Regions from separate parts of the Mus musculus genome. Here region 2 is linked to region 1. A link is a contact called in public HiChIP or PLAC-seq data. All regions are on one chromosome and are shown on one strand. Each heading gives the region's core, a stretch centred on a gene start, on an enhancer-like site or on the middle of the called end of the contact. The rest is flanking DNA. Distances are from core to core; before and after follow the strand shown.

Region 1 (6,174 bases), core at 2,724-5,223:
AGAAGTCAGTAGAACATAGGTCATGGATGCTCATATTTCTGTTTTATGTTCAGAAAGACTGTGAGACCTGAAGTAACTAGTTGTCACCTACGGATCTACAAGTTCTCTGGGAGAGTCACTGAATTCTTTTTTTTTTAAAATTATTTTATTTATATCTGTACACTGTCACTGTCTTCAGACACCAGAAGGAGGGTATCAGATCCTGTTACAGATGTGTTGTGAGTCACCATGTGGTTGCTGGGAATTGAACTCAGTACCTCTGAAAGAGCATGGAGCCATTTCTCCAGCTTGAATCAGGGAATTCTAACAGGGGTTGATCCTTTATTCTCCAGCCCTTAGGGGGTTTTGTTTGTTTGTTTGTTTGATCCTACTCATGGGGCAAGCTCATTTTTATTTATCTGCTGTCAGTATTAATAATTATCTATTAAAATTGAGCCAGCGAGGGCCTGGGGAAATGGTTTGGTTCCAGATCATTCCCCACATGAGGCAGCTCACATCTACCTGTAACTCCAGTTACAGGGTATCCAGTACCCTCCTTTGGTCTCTGAAGGCTCCAGGCATGCACACGGTACTCACCAGGAGAAGATGCTTACACCGAACCTTAGAACTTGATTTGATTCCTGGAACCCACTCCCCCAAGCTGTCCTCTGACCTCCACACACTTGCAAGCATGGGGCACATGCCCTACACTACACACCCCAAGCCTCCATGTCGTTCTCTCTCTAAGCGAACTATTCCTGCAGTGAGTAAGTACTGGGTGTACCTATATTGTTCTAAAATTTCAGGCAAAGTTAGTATAGTTTTGTTATGAGTTGGATCTTAAATGTTCCCTCTAACCCATGTGTTAAAGGTTGGTTACCAAGTGCTAAGGGGGCTGGCATAGAGGAATGTTTGGCAGGACTGAGTAGAGGGTGTTAAGGCATTAGATGGTACCCACAGAACAACTCCATGACCCTGCACTTAACTTTGCCATAAGTGAGTATATAGATTTTAAAATAAAAGCATGAATCCAGGACAGAAATGGCTTCCCACAAACCTCCCGAGGCAGTGCAAGGGCTACGGTTAGCATAATTGGCTATGTGGCACCCTTAATGGATTACAATGTATTTTCATTATTTATGCCTGCTTGAGCAAACATCACCAGTGAATGGATCCAGCCCAAAGAAGATAACAAAAATGTCATATGTAAATGAAAAAAGGGAGGCTTTTTGAAGTCTGCTACCCTAGTTATATAGACACATAATTTGGTCACATATATATGTATACATATTTATATGTATATATGAATTTACATTTAACAAAACAGAGGAGGACACATCAAGAAAACAACATCTCCATAATTGTTATTTGCTATCAAATTGACTTATTTAATAGGCGAGATTCTTATTTATTGTATGCAGGTTTGCAGATTTATTTTTTATGATAGCAGACCTGGGAATATCCTGAAGTCTGAAAAGAGTTTAGAGAGGTTATTGCCTTCTTAATAATTTAGAGCGTCTATTGCTGCGCCAAGTCAGAAGATTAACATTTAATAGAAAAAATTATATATCTATAATTCAGTCACGGCTATTAGATCCGATGGATTTTACATTAAGTGAAAAAGATGCTGAGCATTTAAGGACCATTAAACTACAGGACTCTTTTATTAGGTTTTAAGGCCTCTGAGCCAGGGTCCTGCTGTGAGGAGTATTTATTTTACATATACAGAACGCATTAAGGATAGGGAAAGGGCACACATTTTCAAAGAAAACAGGCCATGAAAAATTGTGATTTTCCACACTGTGAGCAGCTGCCGTGCAGAGTCCGCCTTATTTTATAATAATTCGTTTTATGCATCATTAAGTAGCTTTCTTGGAGATGAGGAGCAAAGGGTGAAGGCCACTTCCAAATGGTACCCTGCAAGAAGGCAGAGTGACAGCATCTCCTCCCTGCTGATTGGACTGTGAAAAAACGTATCCCTGAGAGGATGCTGAAGGTTACAGATCAGTGTGAGAACGCCTTCTCCAGAAATCCTTCAAGGCCCCTAAAGACAGAGGAGATGCTAATAGTTCTCTCTCTCTCTCTCTCTCTCTCTCTCTCTCTCTCTCTCTCTCTCTCTCTCTCTCGTGTGTGTGTGTGTGTGTGTGTGTGTGTGTGTGTAGGCCAGACATTGAGTATCTCCCCATTGCAGAAATCCTTCAAGGCCCCTAAAGACAGAGGAGATGCTAATAGTTCTCTCTCTCTCTCTCTCTCTCTCTCTCTCTCTCTCTCTCTCGTGTGTGTGTGTGTGTGTGTGTGTGTGTGTGTGTGTGTAGGCCAGACATTGAGTATCTCCCCATTGCTCTCATCCTTATTTTTGAGTCAAGTTCTCACGACTGAATCTGGAGTGCTCTGATTTTTTTTTTTTTTTTTTTTTTTTTGCATAGCCCAGCTGGCCAGCAAACCCTCTCTGTGAGTGCTGGGATTTGAACTTGTGCCTTATGCTTGCAAGAAGTGCTTTACCAATGGAGCCACCCCCCTCCCTACTGGCATTACCCTCTTCTAATGGCACCTCCAGTACCAGAGAAGGACTAGAATGTGGCCCCTGAGAGTATTGCATGCTAGTGAAGGGAAAGCCTGAGCCATCATTTCTATTACATACATGCTCGGAACACATTTTACATGTCTGGAGCAAAAACATAAGATATCTGACTTGCTTTTCTTACTCCCTATACCATTACTGCTGACTCCGCCTCCCCCACACACAAAAATACTGGGGACCAGGTTCACACAAGGGACTCGGAGACGATGTGGGAAGGAAGCTGGTCTCATCGGTAACCTTTTCCCTCTATGGTGTCCAAATAAAATTTGTGCTTCCCCCCCCCCTCCTTTTGCTTGCTATTCTAAGCTTTTTTTAATTGCCTCAAGTGGGACCTTATGGGCTGTTTAGGCATTTTCCTCAGGATTTAAAAATGAAGCCAATTTATATTCTCAGTCTTCTTGCTAAAAAATCTGTTAAACCACAATAAAAAGGACTGCTACTTAAACCCTCCCGCTTTGTTGTTGCCATAATTATTGGCTCTTTGGAGCTGCAAGATCTCGTTTATGCACAATTAAAAAGGTGGGCAACTGAGCAGTGCTGACCTGGCCCAGGTGGAGGACTCAAAGGCTGAGGTCCTCCTGCTGCGATCCGAAACTGAGACACTCTCTAGCTTGGAGGCTTATTTTTTTTTTCAAAAGCAAATTGTTCCAGTTGGCCCTAATCCCTAAGCAGTTCAGCTCCTTTAAAACCATCTTTATTCATTCACACCAATTGACACTTAAGAAAAAAAAAAAAAAGCCCCAGCGACTATTCATCTGAGTCTAAATATATCCGTCAAAGTCGAATGTGTTTAAGGGGATTTACCATCTGCTTATTCAAAATACTATTTGTTGTCAATATTTTTGGTCGGGCTTGTTATTATAATGTGCATAGCCACTTCACAGCGGCAGAACCCCAAAGCTATGGAAGCATTGGGAGGACCTGAAGGAGGGCTTTCCCCCACCTCTGCTCTGCCATCTGACATGGCCGCTGCGGCTCTGCGCACCAGGCAGAATTCCTTAATAAGCGCTCGCTCGTTCTCTCGCTTGCTCTCCTTCCAGACCCTTTTGGGCAATCACACCCCCCCCCCCCCCCATGTTCTCTAAGTAACTAGCAGTTACCAGGACAACAGAGACTTTGAGGAAGGTTTAATTGTGACTTGATGTCTAGCCAGAATAAAGCACAAGTGCCTTTCTGTGTGGATTCGGTCCCCAAACAAATGCCAACACGCTTGTTTTTATTAGGTTAAGGTGGCTTGCAATATTTTTTTCCCTTCAGTATGAGAGAGGAAAAGGCAGAGATAGTCAATGCTAAAAAGAGTAGGGAAGCAAGCAGTGACTTTGACCCAGAAAACATTTGGTTAAACACATCCTGTCTGGCTTGCTTTTCTAGAATTGACCTCAGTGTGAACTTCTTGTACCAAACAGGAGGATGAGAACGCATGCGTACGAGCCCCACAAGCTGCATCCATTAGGAATACTCGTTCCTTGTTTCTGGCCCTGTGGGTCCAGCATACCAGTTGGGACTTTTCTCAAGCCGAAGTACCTCCTTCTGAGAGCACATGCTATGGATAGCACAGCTTGCCAAAGCGCTTCCACTAGCCTTGCTGGAAAGAAGGTCAGCAGCTAAGCGCGTTTGTTACACTTTCAAAGATGCAAGTTCCAGTCCCAGTACCCAAGTTATAGCTCACAACTGACTGTAACTATTCCAGGGGGATCTGGCGCCCTCTTCTGGATTCTATGGGCACCTACATGCATGTGATAAACAGGCAAATAAATTATATATGATTACACACACACACACACACACACACACACACACACACACACACACAGGTGGACAGTGCCTTTGGAGCAACATTCATGGTTGCACACTCATGGGATTTAGCTCAGGTCCCTTTGCAGTCTCCCAGGCGCGTGCACGTGTGTGTGTGTGTGTGTGTGTGTGTGTGTGTGTGTGTGTGTGTAAGGAGTAGGTGTCTACACTGTGAGTCTACTTGGGCCCACAAGGAAACATCATTCTGTTCTCACTTTACTCCTGGCCCACAGATGTTTTCAACAAACAGATTCTGAAGGTCCAGTGAACTGGATATATATTTTTTATATATGTGTACTTCCCTTTCTGCTTTTTCCATCACTAGACCCCTCCCCTTCAGGCCTCCTCTGTGCTTAAAACCATTTTTTTGCTTGGCCAAACTTAAGGCCTGCTCCACAAGCGCCCTCCCTGGGGCCCCTCCCCATCCACGACCTGATTATTTCTATTTTAGCTAACAGTACTGCTGGGTCAGTCTCCAGGGAACCTCTCACCCTAAATATCCGCTCAGATTCTCCTCTTCATTGCCAAGGTGAGGTCTGATTCTTTGGGAAGATTCGGGTTTAATCTAGTTGGGTTGAATCCCATGTAACCCTGAGGTCTGCTCCTAGTAAGTCTCAGCTACCTGGTTACCGCCCTGGTTCTTGGATGTACAGTCCCCCGGGTTCAGGCTATCCAGGTCTAACCCCATCTCCTTCCCAGAGCCTTTGGCTCTGCACAGAACCTCCCCTTGCTTCAGTGAGTGTCCTTGGCACCTTTTTCCTTAGTGTACCCTAGGTTCCCCATCTTGACGCCGCCATGCCCAAATGCCTGTGCTGGAGTTTCCCTCCATTCAGAGACAAATCTGTATCATCTTCTGAATGCAGCGTGTCCAAAGTAGCCCCTATAGCTGCAAATAAATGATCACCAACATGTTAAGTTTTATTTTAAACAGGTCTCGCCATCACTCTGCCTTGTGAGGCTGGAGGAGATGAAGAGCCGTCTGCGCAAGCAGAGGGGCTGAATATGTGAAACACTTGCTTTCCCTTAACTTACTGTTTGCGGGGCAGGCGTGCCATGGCAGGCCAGTTCATTCCGCTCCCCAGATCCTAAGTATTGATGATGGGACTAAGTACTGTTAGAAGCGGAGGCAGGGCTGTGGGTAAACTGTTGACTGCACAAGTGTGGGGAGCTTTGTTCAAATCCTTAGCTCCCACATAAAGCTCAGATGCACATCTGTAATTGCAGTGTTCCCGTGGTGAGACGGGAGAAGCCTTGGGCACTCACAGGCCCACCAGCCTGCTGCACACACATGCAAACAATGTAAAAGAGATGCCCAGAGATGTGCACATGTACGGACCAGATCTACAAGATCACAAACAAGAGCCCACAGACAGAGAGAGATGCAAACAAGCTGCAGCAGAGATAGTAGGGATCTACTTTTGTGACCAGGAGGGTTAAGGTCACACTCACATCAAAGTCACATCAGCTCCTGGTGCAGGCATGAAGGTGGCTCAAAGAGCATCTCATGTAGGATGAAACAGATGATGTCTTCTCAACAGACATGCTTTCAGAATTATCTCGAAGCCTTTTTCTGTTGCTCTGACTCACCTGCCTAGAATAGCACCATCCTTACGGGGTGGGCCTTCCTACATCAATTAGCAATCAAGAAGATGTCCTACAGACTTGCCCACAGACCAGTTAAAGGAGACAATTCCTCAGTTTAGGGTCCTTCTTCCCAGGTGTGTCAAGTTGACAGCTAGCTATGGCACGCTCCACTTTATCCATGGAAGCAGGGTCTCTCCTAGAACTGGGCATTCTCTGACTAGGCTGGTTTAGCTACC
Region 2 (6,174 bases), core at 1,649-4,148, 870 kb after region 1:
GAGCTCTAGAACAGCAGGAAAGAGAGAGCTTGTCAAGAACCAGCGGAAGATGGTGGCACCAGGAAACAGAAAAGCCTGATGCCGAAGGTCCTGGGCTGAGCTCAGAGAAGTACAATGTATCAGACAGTTACAAAGCAAGGAGGCGGAGCGCCAGGCTCAGAGCCATCTCCTCTCTTTCCTGCAGGCGCCCTGAGGCAGGTTCCCCAAAGCCCTGTCCAGACTCGGTGTTCCTACAGCTCAGAGCGCCTGGGGGTGTGTGGTGCAGAGGGGGAAGCAGGAGAAAACAGCAAGTGCCAGTGTGACTCATGCTTCTAAATGTCGTGTTATTCCAGGCGTGTTCTCACTTTGCCTCCACCTTCATCCACCCCCCCACTTGCCATCTTGAGAACCGGCTGCAGGGTGGGGGAGGAGGCTGAGCCCGGGTCTCTAGGGAAGCTTCGTTTTTACTCTGTCCTCTGGAAAGCTGGGGGTGGGGGTGTGAGTAGGTAGTTGTCCCTAGTGAGCACTGTACTGGGAGCAGAGAAACAGAGTTCTCTCCTGGCTTTAGAACTATTGCTGTGAGACACTGAGCAAGTCCCTCGGCCTCTGTTATTTCATTTCTGTCCTTCCCAGTGTGCAGTGGGGCTTAGGGGAGGGGTCTAGATGCCCTTGGAAGAAAAACAACATGGTTCTCAGGGCTGCGACCCCCAATTCGGGCCTGATTCGGGAAGATTGTGAGAAGGCTTTGATCTGTAGTGTGTGTGTGTGTGTGTGTGTGTGTGTGTGTGTGTGTGTGTGTGTGTGTGTGTGATGTGTGTGATGTGTATAGACAGGTGTGTGAGCTTGCTTTTGTAGACATGTGTCTACACATAGACAAGCATTTGGGCCCATCAGGTGTCTTCCTCACCCACTGTCTACTTTGTTTTATTCAGACAGGGTCTCTCACTGAACCTGGAGATCGTCCGGTCGACTGGGTGTGACAGGTGACCAGCAAGCTCCAGGACCTACCTATGTCCCCACTTGCCCCAGCTCTGGGGTTTTGGACATGTGTCACCATGCCTAGCTTTTATATGGGTGCTGGAGATCAGAACTCAAGTCCTGATGCTGGCATAGCTAACACCTTACTGACTGAGACACCTCTCCAGGCCCTGGTGTTTGTACGTTTAATGCACTTCCCTACCGCCATGCAACCTGGTGGTCCCATGTAGTCTGTTCTAATGGCAGTCTAATCATCTCAGGACCAGTTTGCCTCTTCCAGAAAAAAAAAATCCTTCTTGATTTCCCTGGCCCAATCAGCCATCTTTAGCCCTTGCCACTTCTGGACCTTCCTCCCTGATCATCCTCAACTTCTGTCCCCAAGATATACAAGTCATGTGTGCACATGGTGTGTAAAATAGGTGAGTATGCATATGTGTATGCAGTTGTGTTTGTGTATATATATATGTGTGTGTGTATATATGCGTGCCTGTGTGTTTAGATATGTATTTGTGTATGCATATATGTATGTGTGGTGTGTGTATCTATGTGTGTGTGTGTGTGTGTGTGTGTGTGTGTGTGTGTGTGTGTGTGTGTATATGCATGCCTTGTGTTTAGGTATATATGTGTATGCACACATGAGAACCAGGAATGATAAAACCACACACAATGAAGGGGACATTGTGCCTATAGCCAGGCTAAAGTTCAGACCTGGGTTCCGCATCTCCAGGCCTTACACTTTTGCTACTTACTGGGCCTAGCCAGGTAGTGTCACGTGGGCCCACAATGGGGTTTCCATGTATAAAGTCCTTTGCGGTATGTCTTAGAATGGCCTAACAGACAGCATGTTGCCATGGAGATCTGAATGCCTCCTGCTTGCTGCATACCTTCAGGCAGAGGACTGGGGCATTAGAGTCTTTGAGGGTAGGGAAAGAATAGGTACCCCAGGTACCAGTCAGGTCCCCATGGGAGGGAGAATTCCCCTAGATGGTGTAGCTGCAGAGGTAGGAGTAGAGAGGCTGTGACAGAGGCCAACAGGGTTAAAGGAACCATAAGGGATCATGAGGTAGCTAAAGGGAAAGAGCAGCTGCCAGCTGTTGTCCTAGGGGGTACAGGAGCTGGTTCTGGGACTGTCCCCTCCCACGTCTGAGGAGCAGTTCTTCCTAGGGTGGGGTATCACTCAGGAGAAGCAGAAAAGATCTGAGAGAGCTCTGTCCTCCCATCTCCTGCTGGTACCCACACTAGCCAAGCCTGGGGACCAATGAAGGCATCAGTGACCTCTAAGCATGACCCAGATGGGGTGGAGGAGACAGTTTTACATGGCAACTTGGGGGCATTCAGGGCATTGTCTAGCCCCTCTGCCTTCTTCCCCCTTAGCATGACCCCATCCACATCTAGGGTCCAGAGCTGTCAATCAGAAGCCCCAGCTGAGCACCCCCACCCAGCCACCCAAACACAGGAGATGACACTAGGAAGTCACTTCTTCCCTTCAGCTATCCTGTCTGAAAGCCTCTAGGGTCACGCTACCTGTCCAGAGCTAAGTGTCCCTATCCATTTGTATCCCCTGCCATTGCAGGAGGGGAGCCGGCCCTGCTCACCAGGAAATGGGCCTGCAGAACAGGGAAGCTCAGCAAATGGGAAATTAATTCTGGGCGGTGAAGGGCAGAGGCTGTTGTTTGTGATCTATAACTTACTCTTTGTGTCAAACTGTGTACTGTGTATATCAGTGGGATGGCAAGAAACCCGAGATCTATTACTTAGAGTTTAATCTGTTCTCCGTGTCGGAGAAGGGAGAGGGAGGCGAAGAAAGCCACAACTTTAATCACAGGCCCAACTCTGAGATGTCAAGTCGCTCTGGGGTGTGTTAGTCAAATGATGTCGTATTACAGGCCTCCCAGACAGCTCCCCATACTGAGGCTTTATCTGCCAAGCCGTAAATTAGCACACCTACTTTACGCTCTTCAGGTAAAACCAGTAATTTAGCTGCAAAATACACACACATGCACACGGTGCGGAGGTGGGGGGGGGGACTTCGAGGAGGGGGCAGCCCCACCTTTGAGCGATGAATAGGGAAAATGAGCAAAGCCAGGGATGGAAATGACACCTCCGCTGCACCTCCTGTCATTAGTGTGTGAGAGCCCCTGTGCCAGCCCCACCGCAGCCCACCTTCCTTCCTACCCACCTTGGCGCCTCCCCCACCCCCACCAGCCCTTCTCCTCCTCCATGAACCGTAAATTACATGCTGACACCTTTAATTTGTGCAAAGTATGCCTGGCTGCGCCTGGCACCAGCAGCCGGCTGCTATAATAAGGTCAATCTATATTCATTGAAGCGGCACTTCATGTGCCTGATAACACAGGGCGGCATCGGGCGCCGCGGTGGCTTCTCCAGGCTGGGGGGCGGGAAGGGGGACAGGATGGCGGCGACGCGGGGGTGCCCGCTGCCGCTCATCGAGGCCTGGCACCGGTTGTCTCATCGCTTATGCGTGGCATGAGCGATGTTATGATTTAGCTAATCACCATCAGTTATTCATCCTATTGCTGCCTGGAGACCGTTGCTGTGCATGCAGGCCTGCCCCAGCCAGAGAAGCTAAAGAGGGGGGGAGCAACCCACCCAGCCACCTCTGCCAGTGAGACCACCCAAGGAGTCTATTTGTCCTGGTCTGCAATCTGGTACCCAGTCAGGGATGGACTTCTCAGAGATAAGACTCCTGGCAAGAGGTAGACTTTGAAGTCAAAGCCTTCTGGGTTCTAATCCTAGCTTCGCCGCTCCCAAGCTGTGAGAATTTTGTTGAGTCACTTAACATCTCTGAGTTTCAGTTTTTAATCTCTAAAATTAAAAGGGAAAAATCCTGTCGGGGAGAGGGCAAAGGTGTGAAATGACATAAATACAGGTCTCAGCCAGCAAGGAGCAAGCACCCGGTCAGTGGCAACCGCTATCCTCGGAGCCCTTGTGGTCAGGCACATTTGTTATTGAGCCAATATCTCGTTTCAATGAAGAATTAAGGGTGGGGGTGAGGTTACCAGTGAACCATCTTGAGCCACACCCCACTGGCATGAGCTAGCTAGGTTAACGCCGCCATCTCTGCTCTCAGAATGCCTAAGTAAGCTAGAGAAGTCCAGAGTAGAACCTGGGGCATGGTGGTGGTGGTGGTGGGGGGGGCGTTCAGAGAGGCAAACAAGGAAGCCAAGTGTCACTCTGCAGAGACAGGAGGCAGAGAGAAGCGTGAGTGGCATATGACTCCATCAGGGAAGGACTTATCTTGCAAGCATGAGGACCTGAGTTCGATTCCCAGAACCAGGTGTGGTAGCACAGGCTTGTGAATTAATCTCTGGGACTCACTAGTCTTGCTGAGTCAGCAAGCTCCACCCCACTGAGAGACCCTGTCTCAAAGAAGCAGAAGTCATCCTGAGGAATGACATTTAAGGTTGACTTCTGGCCTCCACTCACACATGTACAGGAACACACACACACACAAAGGGAAGGGGAGAGGAGGGGAGGGGAAAAGAGAAGAGGGGAGGGGAGGGGAGGGGAGGAGAGGAGAGGAGAGGAGAGGAGAGGAGAGGAGAGGAGAGGAGAGGCACCCAGGCATGATCACCAGCTATGCCCATATTCCAGATGTGTATCTGAACTCTGTCCTAACCAGTGTCTGGCTTCCCTGCCCCACCCAAGAGAACCCAGCTTTGCTCCCACAGCCCATATACCAAGGACAAAGAGGTGAAGTGGGCATCATTTCTACTCACTGCTGTCCCTCCCCACACTGGATTCTGCCTCCCTAGGAAAGACGTTCCCTTCAGTGGTGTAGCCTCTGGCAAGGCGCCTACTCTCCTGTAAGTTGTCCTAACTGGATCCACTGGTTCATTACAAAGTAAAAACGAAAGTAGAGGGGACTAGTTGGAAAAGACAAGAGTCAGCAGAGATGGCAGGGACCAGAGACATGATCAAAATATACCATATATATGTGCGAAGTTGTCAAAACGAAAGCAAGAGGTATGTATAATTAATATATGCTAATAAAAACTTTAAATGCAAAATTAAGCACAGCTCCCCTGAACCCCTTGTCAAGAGGCCCACTCTCCCTGTAGCTCTCTGTGTGCTGTAGACTAAGCACATCCTTAGCCTCTGGCTTCCCCTGCATCTCATTTTTGTCAACTTCAACATCTCCTTTAAGGACACATCCAACCTTGGGGCCTCGTGTTCCTCTACTTGATGGGTACCAACTATTGATTGTCTGTCTACTCCCACAATGGTCACATCCTTGACCTCACCATCTCTGGAAGCAGACCATTTATACACACACACACACACACACACATATGTGTGTGTATGTGTGTGTATGTATGTATACCATATATATGTTTGTAAGTATGTATATATACATATGTACATACACACGCATATATATGTTTGTATGTATATATATATGTATATATACATATACATACATACACATTCTCCACTTTACACATTTGCTGCCATCTCTGTCCAGCACTCTGCACATCCCAGCATCTGACACAGCCCCCCCTCCACTACTTCTGATACTACCTACCTGCTGTTATATGTCCATGGCTTCCTTCCATCACACCTGACAGTCTGTGTGGGGATCAAGCTCAGGCCCTCATGCTTGAGAGGCAGGCACTGTACTGGTGGAAACATCTCCCCAGCCTTGGCTGCTTGCTTGTGAGGTGGTTCCTAGGCATTTCCTGTCAATGTCAAGCAAGTAGTTGTACCCCTGAATGGAGGCTGAGGCTAGGGCAGGAGGTAGGGGTGAGGGTGTCAAATGCAGGAGGCTAGGATGTGCTACAGGATGAAGTAGGATGAGGTTATGTCGGGACAACTGGGAGATTAAAAGGGGAAGGACCTCAAAGCCAGATAGGGAAGGAGTCCCACATAGGCTGGGCAATGGTAGCAGGGGTGGCAAGCATCCTGAGAAGGAACGTGACAAGAAGTGGAAGGCCAGCCTGGCAACTGTTGCAGGAAACAGGGAAGGAGCCTGAATCCACCACTGCCCAAGGCCAAGGGAAAGAGAAAGAAAATGGATCATATGACCTGACACCGAGTGTCCACAGGGAATCTATTGGATGTCACTGAGAGAGGGCAGGCAGGAGCTGATTGGCTCTTAGAGCAGAATCCGGGGGGAGAGGAAGAATGGAGTGGAAACTGGAGAGAGGTGTGGAATCCTAAGGGCCGCATTCCCAGCTCCCTGTTATGACAGCAGGG

Evidence for each region. HiChIP or PLAC-seq counts read pairs in DNA pulled down with a chosen protein or histone mark.
Region 2: a contact with region 1 is called in an H3K4me3 HiChIP or PLAC-seq map of forebrain, with 4 times the contacts expected there. The contact joins two enhancer-like sites. A contact is called at or near these places in 1 of 484 Hi-C or Micro-C datasets (bone marrow-derived macrophages), 2 of 115 datasets of contacts at active chromatin or transcription factors (embryonic basal ganglia and forebrain) and 1 of 9 other capture datasets (embryonic stem cells).

The regions. Positions count from the first base shown.
Region 1 is chr9:60,883,493-60,889,666 of GRCm38.p6, forward strand. No RefSeq gene overlaps it. Among named protein-coding and RNA genes, the nearest start is that of Gm33643, 18 kb to the left of the region's middle. Within about 2 kb of position 3,974, at least 31 of the 459 cell types and tissues checked have an H3K27ac peak or open chromatin away from gene starts, as enhancers often do. A contact at or near this core is called in forebrain, where this site is marked.
Region 2 is chr9:61,753,708-61,759,881 of GRCm38.p6, forward strand. Gm34828 (a long non-coding RNA gene) reads right to left here. Exons shown (of 7, transcript XR_001779197.1): 6 at 5,504-5,657. Among named protein-coding and RNA genes, the nearest start is that of Gm34828, 66 kb to the right of the region's middle. Within about 2 kb of position 2,899, at least 38 of the 459 cell types and tissues checked have an H3K27ac peak or open chromatin away from gene starts, as enhancers often do. A contact at or near this core is called in forebrain, where this site is marked.